Linked DNA regions of Gossypium hirsutum: regions 2 and 3 are each linked to region 1. A link is a contact called in public Hi-C data. All regions are on one chromosome and are shown on one strand. Each heading gives the region's core, a stretch centred on a gene start, on an enhancer-like site or on the middle of the called end of the contact. The rest is flanking DNA. Distances are from core to core; before and after follow the strand shown.

Region 1 (3,995 bases), core at 1,362-3,861:
TCACAATGTAAATGTTTTTACAATGCCACTTATCATCAATTTGAACTTCGATCATCAATGAGCTAATATTTTCTTGTCAAAATTTCTCTATGCATGCAAAATATGAAAGACAAAAATGCAAAAGACATAACAATGAAATGTGAAATTTATTTATTCATCATTCAAATACATAGAAAATGATTACATGTTTACTATAATATGAGCACATTTCTAATACACACGGGCATCATTATCGTAATCATATCATGGTTTTTTGGGTTATCAATGCTAAGGATAAGAATGATAACAATTTTATTGACATTGTGCATAGGGAGGTTACCCTTAGTAACTCTAGATAGAACTCAAAACCTCAACACCAACAATATGCCAAAAATACGACAAAATAGATTGGGCATACCATCAATGTTTAATGCATTATAGGATTAATATGAAAAAAGACACCTCCTCTATCATCAACTCCAAGCACAATGTGTCTTTCATCTGCTAAATAGTGCATGTATTGATAGCTTGAGTAATAAGATTTGAAGTATCACTATTATACGTTTCGAACAAGTTGGTATAGTAGCTGACCTTAAGGTAGTTATATTGAATAGGAGTGGATGTCAAGTTGGATAAATTTTGTGGCTAAGAGAGAAAGGCAAATGATGGTTAAAACAAAAAATAATGACCAAACTTGAAGGAGTCCAAATACTTTAAGGGACGAAGTTTGGGAAAAATGTAAAGATAAGATAGTGGTAAAGCATGTTGCATTCCCATGAAGAGAACTCAGGTTCAAACCTTGAAGATAACAATATTGGGAGGGGTAGTCACGAACACCAAAAAAATTAAGTTTCATGAATTGTGAAACGAACATAACCATACTTTAATTATACTTTTTTTTAAATGAGTATCTCAATTTATAATCTATGAAAAATTTGATTCATTTTTAAAATAATGAAATATTATAATTAAACTAAGGTTAAAAAATGAAAGTATTTAAAATAAAAATAATGATACACATGTAATTTTATAAATATTATAATTGAATTATAAATTTTACTATTTTATAACTTTTGAGGAGATTGAAGTGAATTAAAATTAATTATTTTGAAAGCTTTTGCGTGTGTTACGCCAAATACTCTAAAGCAAGTATGATGCATTAATCTTATATAGTAAATTTATACACCTTCGAAGAGAGTGAAAAGTCTTGGATTTAAAAGATTGAAGGGGTTAGTATTTAGAATGAGAGCGATGTATCAAATGCAATAATTAATGTTGGCTGAGGATTAGATCAGATAAAATCATCATTAATGGAGTAAAGAGCATACCCCAGTAGTCAACTAATACGTGAGAATGAAATATGGATGCAATCATGATGCCTTTGCTTTTTCGAGGAAATTTCTTGCATGAAACATTTATTTCAAATTATATTATGTGATAATAAAGATAATTTTAATGAGTAGTTGAAATAAACAAATATTTAAAAAAATTGATTTTGTATCATTATTTGAATGAGAATAGTTCTTCTAGTTTTTTCAAATTTAGCACATTTGATTTTAAACCCATATTCTTCCTTCACTAATCAGGCATGAAAAGAAAGAAACAAAAAAACATAATGACCCAAGTATAAATATCTTATGAACAACAGTTGAACAAAAGAAACCTGTGATTCCACATTCTCAGACAAGTTGCTGATTCTAATTTTTTTCTTTTTCCTTACATTACATGTCCTCCGCTTTGGTTTTGAGTTTGACTCAGGATTATGCTTTTCCCGACCTAGAGCTAAGCTATAATTAATAATAATAATTATAAAGAAAATATTTACCTGATTTGCATGGGAAGATAAAATAAGGTTGTTTCCTTAACATTCAACTTCTCTCACAAAATTTGTGAGGAAACACAAGTTTATACAAATGGTTGGACCCAGAAAATGTTATAATTCTTAGGTCTAGTTAGAGTCACTAATAACTAATTAATAAAACATTAAAAACCCCGGGTTCGAAGTAGTAAAAAGAAAAGAAAGAACCCCAAAAGGGATCAAGAATCACAATGAAGAAATGATGTTAGAAAAAAGAGAAACTAGCTATTCAATATATATGGTTGCTATGCTTCTCTTGGCCATCTTTCTCCAAAAATGCAAAGGCAGAACCCCTTCATTTCGCAACTCAATATATTCTTTTTTCCCATTTTCATTTAAGCATAGATGCAAGAGAGCGAAAAACAACTTCTTCACAAGGGATGGTAAGGCCCATATCATGGTTAAACCCAAACTCTTCCTCCGCTCGTCGAAGCAAACATTGGAACTCAGGGTGGGTCAAGAATGAGATAGGGACGATGTATCTGTTTCTGTTTTCACCAACGTAAACGGCAAAGTGACCTTTTGGTACGTCAAGTGGGAGCCCATCTTCGTCATATCCATGTTTCCTGCCTAAGCTTGAACATTTCTTCAGGATTTGCTTCAGAACTGCGGTTTGAGGCAGTTTGGATGGTTTTCTAATTGCCATTGCTGTTGTTGTGTGGAAGTGGTAGTAGAATAGAAGGTGTAGTGGGATGGGAGGATTGGGAGGGGGAGATGGCGGGTTATTTATTTATGGATAGTTGAGGCTAAGCCTCAAGGGTCATGTGGGACTGTGGGGGCAAACCCTAAAGGGACAAGCCACGGGTGTTATTAGGGTATGTATGTATGTGTGTGTTATATGTGTAAAGGACATGATGGGAGCCAAACCACCCCATTTGAATTTCTATTCTTTGTTGGTCCTCCTAATGACAAAATGGTCCCTCTTTCCCTATCTTCTGATTTAGCTACTTCTAATGTTGATATCGTAGAATTAAATAGCCACTGCAACTTGATGTTTTTGTTTTTCTTTTTTGTTAAAATTTGTACAAGGTGTTGGTAGTACAATGCGGGTAATTCCATATTAGTTTGAGAAAAAATTTTGTAAGAGAGTATTACTTATTATATTGAGTAATTAAGAGTAAACGGCCAATACATGTGCTATTGCTGCTTCGCTTTTGGTGCTTATTTTTTTAATAAAATTTCTGTTCTGTTTTTAGAATTTTTTTTTCCGGTCCAGAAAAATCTTCTATTATTTTTTGTTTTTTGGAGGATAATGTTCACTATACAAATATATCTATCAGTACTTCAATGACACATGGATTATTTTATTTATTTATACTCAATTTATTTATCCTTTCAATACTAACAATTTGGTTTTGTAATATATTTCCTAACACAATGTAGAATGCATTTTTAATGCATTTAGTCCTTTTACTATAGTTCTTTATAATTTACAAGGAGTTTGCCTTGGTTCATCTCTGTGTGTGTTTCTACCTGAAATCGGGGACCGATTGTAAGTGTACTGGAGAGTACTGTACAACAGTTTTGTTGGTTTTGGATATTTGTGATTGTTTTGGCTTGTGATTCTGTGTCCTGAGTCTGAAAGGCACAAAAAACACAACAAATTTTCACTGCATGCAGTATCCAAAGGCTTTTTGCAGAAACCCATGTGGTTTTTTAATTACTGTTACATTTGCAGGTTTTGATCATAGAATTGCTTTTTTTTTTCCTTACATGGTCAGCATTTCAATTCAGTTAGCCATTTTTAATCAAAAAAATTGAAATTAAGCCAAACATGCCAGGGCATAAAAGCCCCTTGAGTGTTGGGTGCAGTTTGGAAAAGAATGTCCCAAAGGGCCGATGGGTTTTCTTTTGAATGTGGTCCTGTCTGAAATCTCCACCACTTAAAAAATAAGGAAATATATTTTTTTATATAGTTTTAGAGACAATAATTGCTATTCTTCAAATGCCTCCATGTTCTGAGGCTCACAAAGTGTTCCAAAATGGCAATAGATGTAGTGTCTGATTTGGTTTTTTCTTTTTGTTTTCCTCAGGCTAAGACCCCCTAAACGTTTTCATGACAAAACAGATCCTTAAAACCCCAACAAGGCACTAGAACAAACGTAAGTACATTGGTTTGAAGGTCTTAATTGATACTAATATGCAACATATAGTTGCG
Region 2 (4,481 bases), core at 1,274-3,773, 140 kb after region 1:
CTAGAGCCAATTTTCTCCTCGTCCAGCAACGATATAGCGACACCTAAGCTTCGATGTCGTGATATCAAAAACAATATCAAAATTGGGGGTCCCGGTGTCGCGATACCCATCCTAAGTGTCAGGATATCACTGCGTTTGACCTCAATTTTCTTCACTTTAGCACCTTTATGGGTATCACGACTTCCATAACCTCAATTCGTAGTATCCAGTCTGAATGATGATTTCCTCGATTTCGGGCCATTATCGACTTCCTACACCAACTCAATCACGTCGTTAGGTTCCCCATGACACCATTTGGCCAATTTTTGTCTCAAGAGGGTATAAAACTAATAAAATCATTTATTAATAACAAAAGTAAAGAAAGTACACTTAAATTGCTTGAACATAGGCTCATCTAGTATAATGAAGAGCCTAATTTGATATATCAAATTATGACGGATCAAGAGGGACAATTGTTATATATTTACACAACGGCACCCTTTATGCCACAACACTTCCAAGATGACATGCCAGCACAGATAACTTGATAGGCGATGCCAAAGTGTCATCAAGGGATTTGTCATGTCAAATCCAATTTCATTTAATGATTGTAACGCTGCAAGTTTATCAACCCCGAAAGCAATTACATCCAGCCCACTCCTCATGTTACAAGGTCAAATCAAACCCATTTTGATCTAACCCAACATAAGTCATCATGAAAGGGAGCCCACCTCAAGCTTGGATATATCTATTAAAGCCACTCTGATGAAGGGTATCATGTACCAAGATTAACGACTGTGAGCACAAATTGGATATAAATCACACCCATTACAACGACTCCTTACAGCCTTTACATGTAAATCGTGATACCTTTCATTCCATGTTGTAACAAAAAGGCAGGGTGATTTGATGAATAACCTAACCACCCAAATAGCATAATTGTAATTGGATGAATCACATTGCTATTTCCATGATTATTAGAAAAAGTAATAATATCAAATTTCATTTTCCTTATCATCACTTTTTTTCTTTTTCCACACTTTTTCATCAGCTAATTAATACATTAATCTTATCTTCCCTTTATAAAGGTTCCACTATAGGATTAGAAAGTTACGTCTGTCTGAGCATTTCAATTTTTACTTTTTACTATAATGGAAAACAACATTTAGCATCTCGTACCATTACTAAATTTCCTTTTGTCAATATACATCATCATTATCCAACTTCAATTTCAAACACCAAGGATCTTAACCATTTAATTTTGAAATTTTCACCAGGCAAGTTTGATAAATTTTGTATATTCTTACTAATTATAAATTTATTTTAATTGAATCAAAAATTATTTATTCTTAAGCATTGTGGTTCCATTTTAAAGTATTATTCTCTTAACCTCTTTTAATGATAATTGCATTGTGGGTATCTAAAATTGCAATGCTAAAAGGTTCAACCCATCATTTGCAATTATAATGTATACCTTGTAGCTTTATATAAGTGAAACTATAAAAAAAATTTTAAAAAAAATTGCAATGCTCATATAAATTACAATTTATATTATATTCTCTCACAAAAAAATAAAAATTAAAAAAAAACAAATTATATATAATATCTCTAAAATTTCAAAAAATAATAACTCAAAGTCATTGGATTTACAATATGGAAATAATAAATAAATTATGCTTAAGCTTCGTCACTCTTTTCCACTCGGGATGACTCGGTAAAAACAATCCCTCTTTGCCATCTCCTTCATAATCATTGTAAGGAAAAGAACTTCAAAATTACCCACTAATCACTCTAATAAATCATAATGAAACCTAATCAACTCAGTAAAACTGTTAGCGCTTCCAACTCTGGTTGAGTCAACCAAGGAGGATCTGTCGTTTTTATTATATGCTTGCATTAGCTTTTAGTACACTGATTTATCGGCGACCCCATGAAGCAACGGTCGAGATTCGCCTAAACCCCCGAGTTTATTCTTCATGCCGACTTGGCAGCATCTCTGAAGAACCTCGAATGTGGAGAACCGGCCCGAGTCGGATCGGGATACGGCTCGGAGAATCTCCTCGAACAACGACTCGTCGCATGGGATGGTTAACGGTCCAACGTTGTTGAAACCGTACTCCTCTTCAGTTTGTACCAGGAGTTTTCTGAACATGGGGTGGTTAAGGTACGTCGCGCGTACGATAAATCTCCTGAGACTGGTGCCCACGCAGACCGCCACGTGTCCAGCAGGAACATCTGACGGCGCGTGTCCGTTATTGTTGTTGTTGGCCGTTATCCGGGCATTCCTTCGCCACTGCTTCAGCATTTGTCGGATCCGAACTATCTGACGAATTTTCTGGCATTTTCCCATTCCGTGATACATTCTTTTCCCAAGGAAGTGACAGAAAATGAGCAAGGAACGTTAAAAGGAAAAGAGAATACTTTCCGAGAAAGTGAGAGAAAGAAAAAAAGTGCAGTAGAAGAAGGAAGTCTTCGGTGGCGTGAGAAAAAATAAAATTTACTTGTGAGTTAAAAGTTTAGGGCGGAGGGAGGTATTATAAGGTCAAGGATAAGAGATATTGCCCTTGGACTTTGAGATAATTACGAGATTGTGTCTGCTGTTTCCATGGGTATCATGGCCATGTGATCCACAGTAAGGTAATGGGACTTTAGCTAGCTTTAATCCATTTTTTAATTCATTAAAGCATAATTTCTTTAGTGTTTAGTTAGTTTCTTGATAGTGGTGCATTATCTATTTATATTATTATTTAAATTTCTGATTTAAAATTTAATTGAGAAATAATTATTAATCTTCATAGCGTTTGTGTGGACTTCAATTGAATTGAAAAGAAATTGATAAATTAAATTTAAGGTAAATTTATATTTTGATCATTTAAGTTGTTAGGCTATTAAAATTGTTGTTATATGACTTTTTTTTTATCACATTGTCTACACCAATCGAAACATCTCATTCCCTTTCTCTTTTATAGTTTAATTTTTTTTCATGAAACAATTTTTAATGTTGCTAATTTGTGAAGCAAAATTCAAACAGTTTTCTTCTCTAATTTTCAACATTGACTGTCAAATTAACTTAGAGTTAATGTATGTTATTATACTTGTCGAGCGTATTGATCCACCGTATCGATTGTGGAACTATCGCTTGAAACTTACTAGTTAGACTTTTAAAAAGAAAAATACTTAATAATCCGGTGACTTGAATAAAATCTTCCAAATAATTTAATGACTTAAACCAAAACTTTTGAAAATTTCAGTAATCAATTTTAGCTTTTTGAAGTTAAGTGACCAAAATATAAACTCATTAATAATTTAATAAACTTGGTAGTTTATAAAAAAAATATGAGCTAAATTAATAAAAGAAAGAAAAATATATTAGTAGGAGTATATAATTAAAAATGTAAAAAGAGACTTTCCTAATTTTGCTCATGATCCCGAGTTTTTTATTGTACATATTTTTTTATATTAATTTTAATAAAAATTGCATGAGAAGTAGAGAAAAATATACAAGGAATAAATAAAGTGAAAAAAAATATTCTAATTACTTTTATATAAATAAAACAAACTTTTAATTTTTAACTTAGCCTTAAATAAGTTATTAATATAAAAAAAACAAGTTTAAAGGGAAGATGAAACAAAATAAATAAATACTTGATATTTAATAAAAAAAAAGCAGAGAACTTTTTAAAAAGTGAACTAATATGAGATTTTTTTATTTTTTATTTTAAGTATTGTAACCCTTTTTGACATTTGGTTGATAGTTATAATGATATGATTGGATTAGATTCTGTGTGTCTTTAAAATACAAAAACCTTGTATCATGTCAAAATCCTACTACTAACCTCCTCCATGCAACTACATTATTTTCCACTAACAATATATATAGAGTTAATTAATTAAATCATAACTGGTTGCCTGTGCTAGCTACAAGATGATATTTATATGAATTATGAGCAAACAACAATGTTCATCATCTACGCCCCCCCCCCCAAAAAAAAACTATGATGAAAAGAAGGCAATTATAAAGAAAACATGCTGTGGCCGTTTCATGTTTTGTCTCCCTCGCTAGCTTTTGTTTTAAGGCAGTAATCCTGATTAAAATAAGCAATAATCCAAGATTTAGGGAATATATGCTGGGGCCTGCTTTTATTTCAAACTTATTCTATGGGTATCTGTTTCTATAGACAAATAAAATTAGCAGAAGAAGCGTGGAATGATGTTTGGTTGAAGGGTGAAGCAAAGGCAACTTTCAGTTTTACTATATTAAACTAAAACCAGTTGAATCTTTTCAGGTTAGCTTCCACTTTGTCTTTGCTGCACATCTCATTTTTCACCTAACTCGGAGGTTAAGACCATCAACATATAGTTGAGATTTTTTATTATTATCTTTTTTTTTTTAAGTTCTAAACAGCTTTATTAGTAAATCAGATCTCAATTTTATAAAATTTTGAAGAATGATTTCAATCATAATAAAGGAATCCCACTATCCATTAAAAAAAGTAAAAAGA
Region 3 (4,177 bases), core at 1,539-4,038, 210 kb after region 1:
GTGATCGACCATGTATTGTCACTGCAGTAGCACCCCAACTGCCAATATCTGCAATTAGCGAATCAATGCGGTTTTTACCTCCAAAATAACCCGTTCTCACCTGGCATAACAGAAATACAATTACATATCTTGAAACTGCTTGATGGTTGTAACAAGTGCATGTAAAGAAGAGAGAAAAAGGAGAAATATTGACAAGCAAAAGTTGGAAAAAAAAAAAAAGAGATCCAGATGTGTGAGCAACTGAGCACACATGTAAATGACATAGGCATGTACAAATGAACTAATAATCTAAATGCCAGCAAGTACCTTAACAGTTATAGGCTTATCTACAGTGCCAGAAGCTGCTTGAATGATTCCTTTCATACGTAATGGTTTTGTGAGAAGAAAAGATCCAGCACCCTTATCAACAACAATATCAATTGGACACCCCATATTAATGTCAATGAAGTCCACCGTACACTCCTTTTCTATAAGTTCAACAGTACGTGCTACAGTGTCAGGATATGCCCCACATATCTGGACTCCAAACAAATCCTCGGATGAATGTCGCCTCAGCAGAGCCCATTCTGAAGCTTGACCCTGTTGCCACAGGATAAGCGCCACGGAGAAACATATGAAGCACAGAAAGCACTTTTATAGTAATAACAAATGTAAAAAACAAGAAAGGGCCACCAGAAGAGCTAGCCAAAAAGAAGTTCAACTACTAACTGTTAGCTTCCAATCAAGATGTATATTCTAATAGCAAACCAGTTAATGCAAGACATCACTAGTTTCTTATTTGGGATGCCTTGCTGAGAAAAAAAATTATGCCTATTCGTTCCCTTGGGTATACTTTAACTGGCTAACCGCAGCCCATTATTTCAATTTCTGACACTTATTGGAAGGAAAAAGTAGCAGTTTGCCCCTGATCCAAAAATCACTAGGCAGTTGTGATATGCATACCTGCAAAAGGTTGGTGCACATTGCCATTTCACCGCATGTCACATCTGCTCCCAGTGTTTTGCAAACCCTACGAAAAGGAAGATTCCCAACTGTGGTTAGAGGAGCAAGATACAACTTCTCTCTAAAATCAATAAGCATCTTTTCACGAGGGTGTATCTTGAGGCTCTTATCAGGTTCTGCATGTACATCATCAGCCAGTTCAGTTTCAGCAGATTTTTTTTCATTATACTTCTCAAGAACAGTCGCATCTTTCAAATTACATATCTTGGGGCTCCTATCAGGTTCTGCAAGTACATTATCTGCCAGTTCAGTTTCAGCAGAATTTTTTTCATTATCATTCTCCAAAACAGTTGCATCTGTCAATTTACACAACTGAGTTACAGACTAGATTAATCAGTTCAAAAATTAGTAAAGAATAAAAAATCCACAAGAAGTCTATCACCTTCCCCTTCATCAGAGCACTTTTCATCAACCAGTAACTTGGCCTTCTTCAAGGGTCTCAACTCATCAGTTTCACATGCCTCCTCAGCATTAACTGCTGCTGGAAATGTTGAAGGACACTCAGAACAGTCAACTGAATCATCAAGCACCTTTTTGCAATTGGTCTCATCAGCAGCATGAGAACCATCTAAACCAACTTCGTCTTCCTCCTTATCTACCAGCTTCTTTACTTTCCAGTTGGGCCCCTGAATTATCGCGTTGATAACAAGTTACTAACAATAAACCATAATGATTATAAAACAAGATGGAATGAACAGAAATGCAAGAAATAAGGACCAATAAAAGAATTATTTCATTGTACCGCCAGTCCAAGAGATTTAACTACAGCATCCGCTTTAGTAAAGCGCATTTTGTTTTTCCACAAAAGCTTCTGAACATCTTTGCTTAGTCCATTGACTTCAGAGCTTTTCTTCAATAAATTAGAAGTAGCAATGGGAGCATTATCCTTATGCGTGCCTGCAAATCTACAGGCTAAACCATAAGGGCAGGGTGCATCAGCTTTTATAAATGGGCAGTCACCCTCTAGATCAGCCGGTTTCTACATACAAAAAAAAAACTATTAAAAAAACCCAATTAGCAAGATTTGATCAAATTATAAAGTCAGGAAATGGGTATTCAAATACCTGAGCCATAAAGGCTTCAATGTCATGGCTGAAACGACATTTATCTTTATAAGAACATGCATTGACATCTCCCGTCTTTGCTATCTCAGGACATAGATTCAAAGGAGAATTTTGCTCCTGAAGGAGAAAAACAAATCTTCAACGATCACTTTTCAATTTACATTCCACTACTACAACAACAACAACAACAAAAAAAAAAGATTTTTTTCCCTGCCGGCAAATAACAATTGCTTTTGTAAAGGGAAACAGATCAGGTTAAGAAAATTGGGACCTGACGACGCTCTCGTTTGAGTTGCCGCTTCGATTTCTTTTCCTGGACAACGTTTGCCTGAGGTTGCTTGACGTTGGTGTCAGAGGCGGGGTTGTTTTGGGTGGTTCTAGAGGATGGTGGAGGTCGAAGAAACTCTCGCTTTACAGGTGCAATGGCTCGAGCTACTAACTCTTCCGGTGAACGTTGAGTAGTTCCATTCGGGTCCAAAGGCGGCTGTGAAGCCGGGACCCCTTCCGTCGAAGAGTCTGTAACCGCACAGATATCTTTCGGACAGTCATCCATCGATGGCGAGTTCGCTGGGTGAGGGCACTCAGTTCCCTGTCAATCTCCTGCAGTGATTAAAGCTCTGTTTCCAGTAACGAGGAGTGGCTCCTGATTAGGGTTTATGTTCAGTGGGATTGTTGTTGTAAGTGTACATAACGTGGGTAACCACATATTCACAGGGCAAAAGTGCCGCGCCTTTACTACGCGGACGGTGAGAAACAAAACGATGTCGTTGTTATCCTGAGAAGCAAACGATGCCGTTTTCATGAGGAGAGTGAGGACGAAAACGAGGCCGTGTTTTGGTGGAGAGTAAAAAGCAAACGGCGTCGTTTCATCTAAAAGGGAAAGGATAATATTATTAGAAAGATTTAAAGCCATACCATGAACTTGAGTCTAACCTCTTAAGCCACTCTACCATCCAATCGCCATGTTTGGTTTAATAAAATAGAATAAATTAGGAATGTATTAATTATGTGTAGAAATAGAATATAAAAATAATAGATATTATATTGTTTAGTTGATTGAATAGAATAAACAAGTAATAGTATTAAGCTGGCTAGATTGATAGTAAGAAAGAGAAAAGTAATAAGTGTTCAACGATATTATGATCCTTAAATTAAATAATAATATTTTTATTATTCTATTATTATTAAAATTGATATAATTCATAAAAATAATATATGTAGAAAATTTAAATATTACAATTTAGTAATATATATTATAAATATACTTAATAGTATAATATATTATTCATTTCTTAATAAATTTATAAATATTATGTCAAAACATACTATTTGAAAATGAATAATTTCACCTTTTACATTAAATAATAATAACATTATTTACCAATAATTTATTTAATTTTCAAAAATAAATCTAAAAATCATATTTAAAAATTTAGAAATATTATTAAAATCCTACTTATAAAAGTATAAAATTTTTATTTTAATATTACTTTTATCTCTTTCTTCTTTTTTTGGAGTTCTACCTGGTTTTTTTTTTAATTTAATTTAATTGACCAACTTTGATTTGTTCAGAATGTTTCCATTCTTAACTCATCATCGTGGCAACTGATCTCATTGTCACTATCAACCATCGTCAAGGCTTTATGGAATTTCATCACAGATTTCTTGTAACTTCTTTTTTTATTTTCTACTGGATTTTTCAAAAAACAAAATAACAATAAACTTTGATTACAAAAATAATCTTCAGCTTCCGTTGCATTTTTTGTGGTCTTCCATCGCTCCAAGTCTTCATTTTGGTTTTCTTAATTGTTGTGAACTCCTAAAATTTAAAGGCTTAAAATCCTTAGTGCTAATCTTAAATAGAAAAAACCGAAAAAGTTGTTTTATTGCCTCTGTAGTGAGAATGATATTGAAAAAACCAAATCAAATTTAACAAAAGTTGTCTTGGTTTAACTTGAAATGATGAGGGTAAAATTTTAAATATATATAAATGCTATTCGCTGTTGTGCGGAACAGCCATTCTTTAGTAAGAATGAAGAATAGTAATTCGTTATTGTCGGTAATGAGATATAAATTCTAAATCGGCTGAATAAGGAATTTATTAAACCAAA

What was found. Hi-C and Micro-C count contacts between places; a contact is called where the count stands out from the background.
Region 2: a contact with region 1 is called in a Hi-C map of leaf, with 2.9 times the contacts expected there. The contact joins the promoter of LOC107903712 here to the promoter of LOC107893908 in region 1. A contact is called at or near these places in 14 of 34 Hi-C or Micro-C datasets (anther, callus, hypocotyl and 2 more).
Region 3: a contact with region 1 is called in a Hi-C map of leaf, with 2.0 times the contacts expected there. The contact joins the promoter of LOC107903715 here to the promoter of LOC107893908 in region 1. A contact is called at or near these places in 3 of 34 Hi-C or Micro-C datasets (callus and leaf).

The regions. Positions count from the first base shown.
Region 1 is chrA13:43,323,692-43,327,686 of Gossypium_hirsutum_v2.1, forward strand. LOC107893908 (auxin-responsive protein SAUR50) reads right to left here and starts at 2,612. Exons shown (of 1, transcript XM_016819054.2): 1 at 1,823-2,612. The coding sequence starts at 2,483. The coding sequence ends at 2,169.
Region 2 is chrA13:43,460,745-43,465,225 of Gossypium_hirsutum_v2.1, forward strand. LOC107903712 (auxin-induced protein 6B) reads right to left here and starts at 2,524. Exons shown (of 1, transcript XM_016829857.2): 1 at 1,580-2,524. The coding sequence starts at 2,341. The coding sequence ends at 1,883.
Region 3 is chrA13:43,538,335-43,542,511 of Gossypium_hirsutum_v2.1, forward strand. LOC107903715 (tRNA-dihydrouridine(47) synthase [NAD(P)(+)]-like) reads right to left here and starts at 2,789. Exons shown (of 10, transcript XM_041086141.1): 1 at 2,338-2,789; 2 at 2,067-2,183; 3 at 1,745-1,981; 4 at 1,385-1,628; 5 at 943-1,226; 6 at 307-579; 7 at 1-100. The coding sequence starts at 2,619.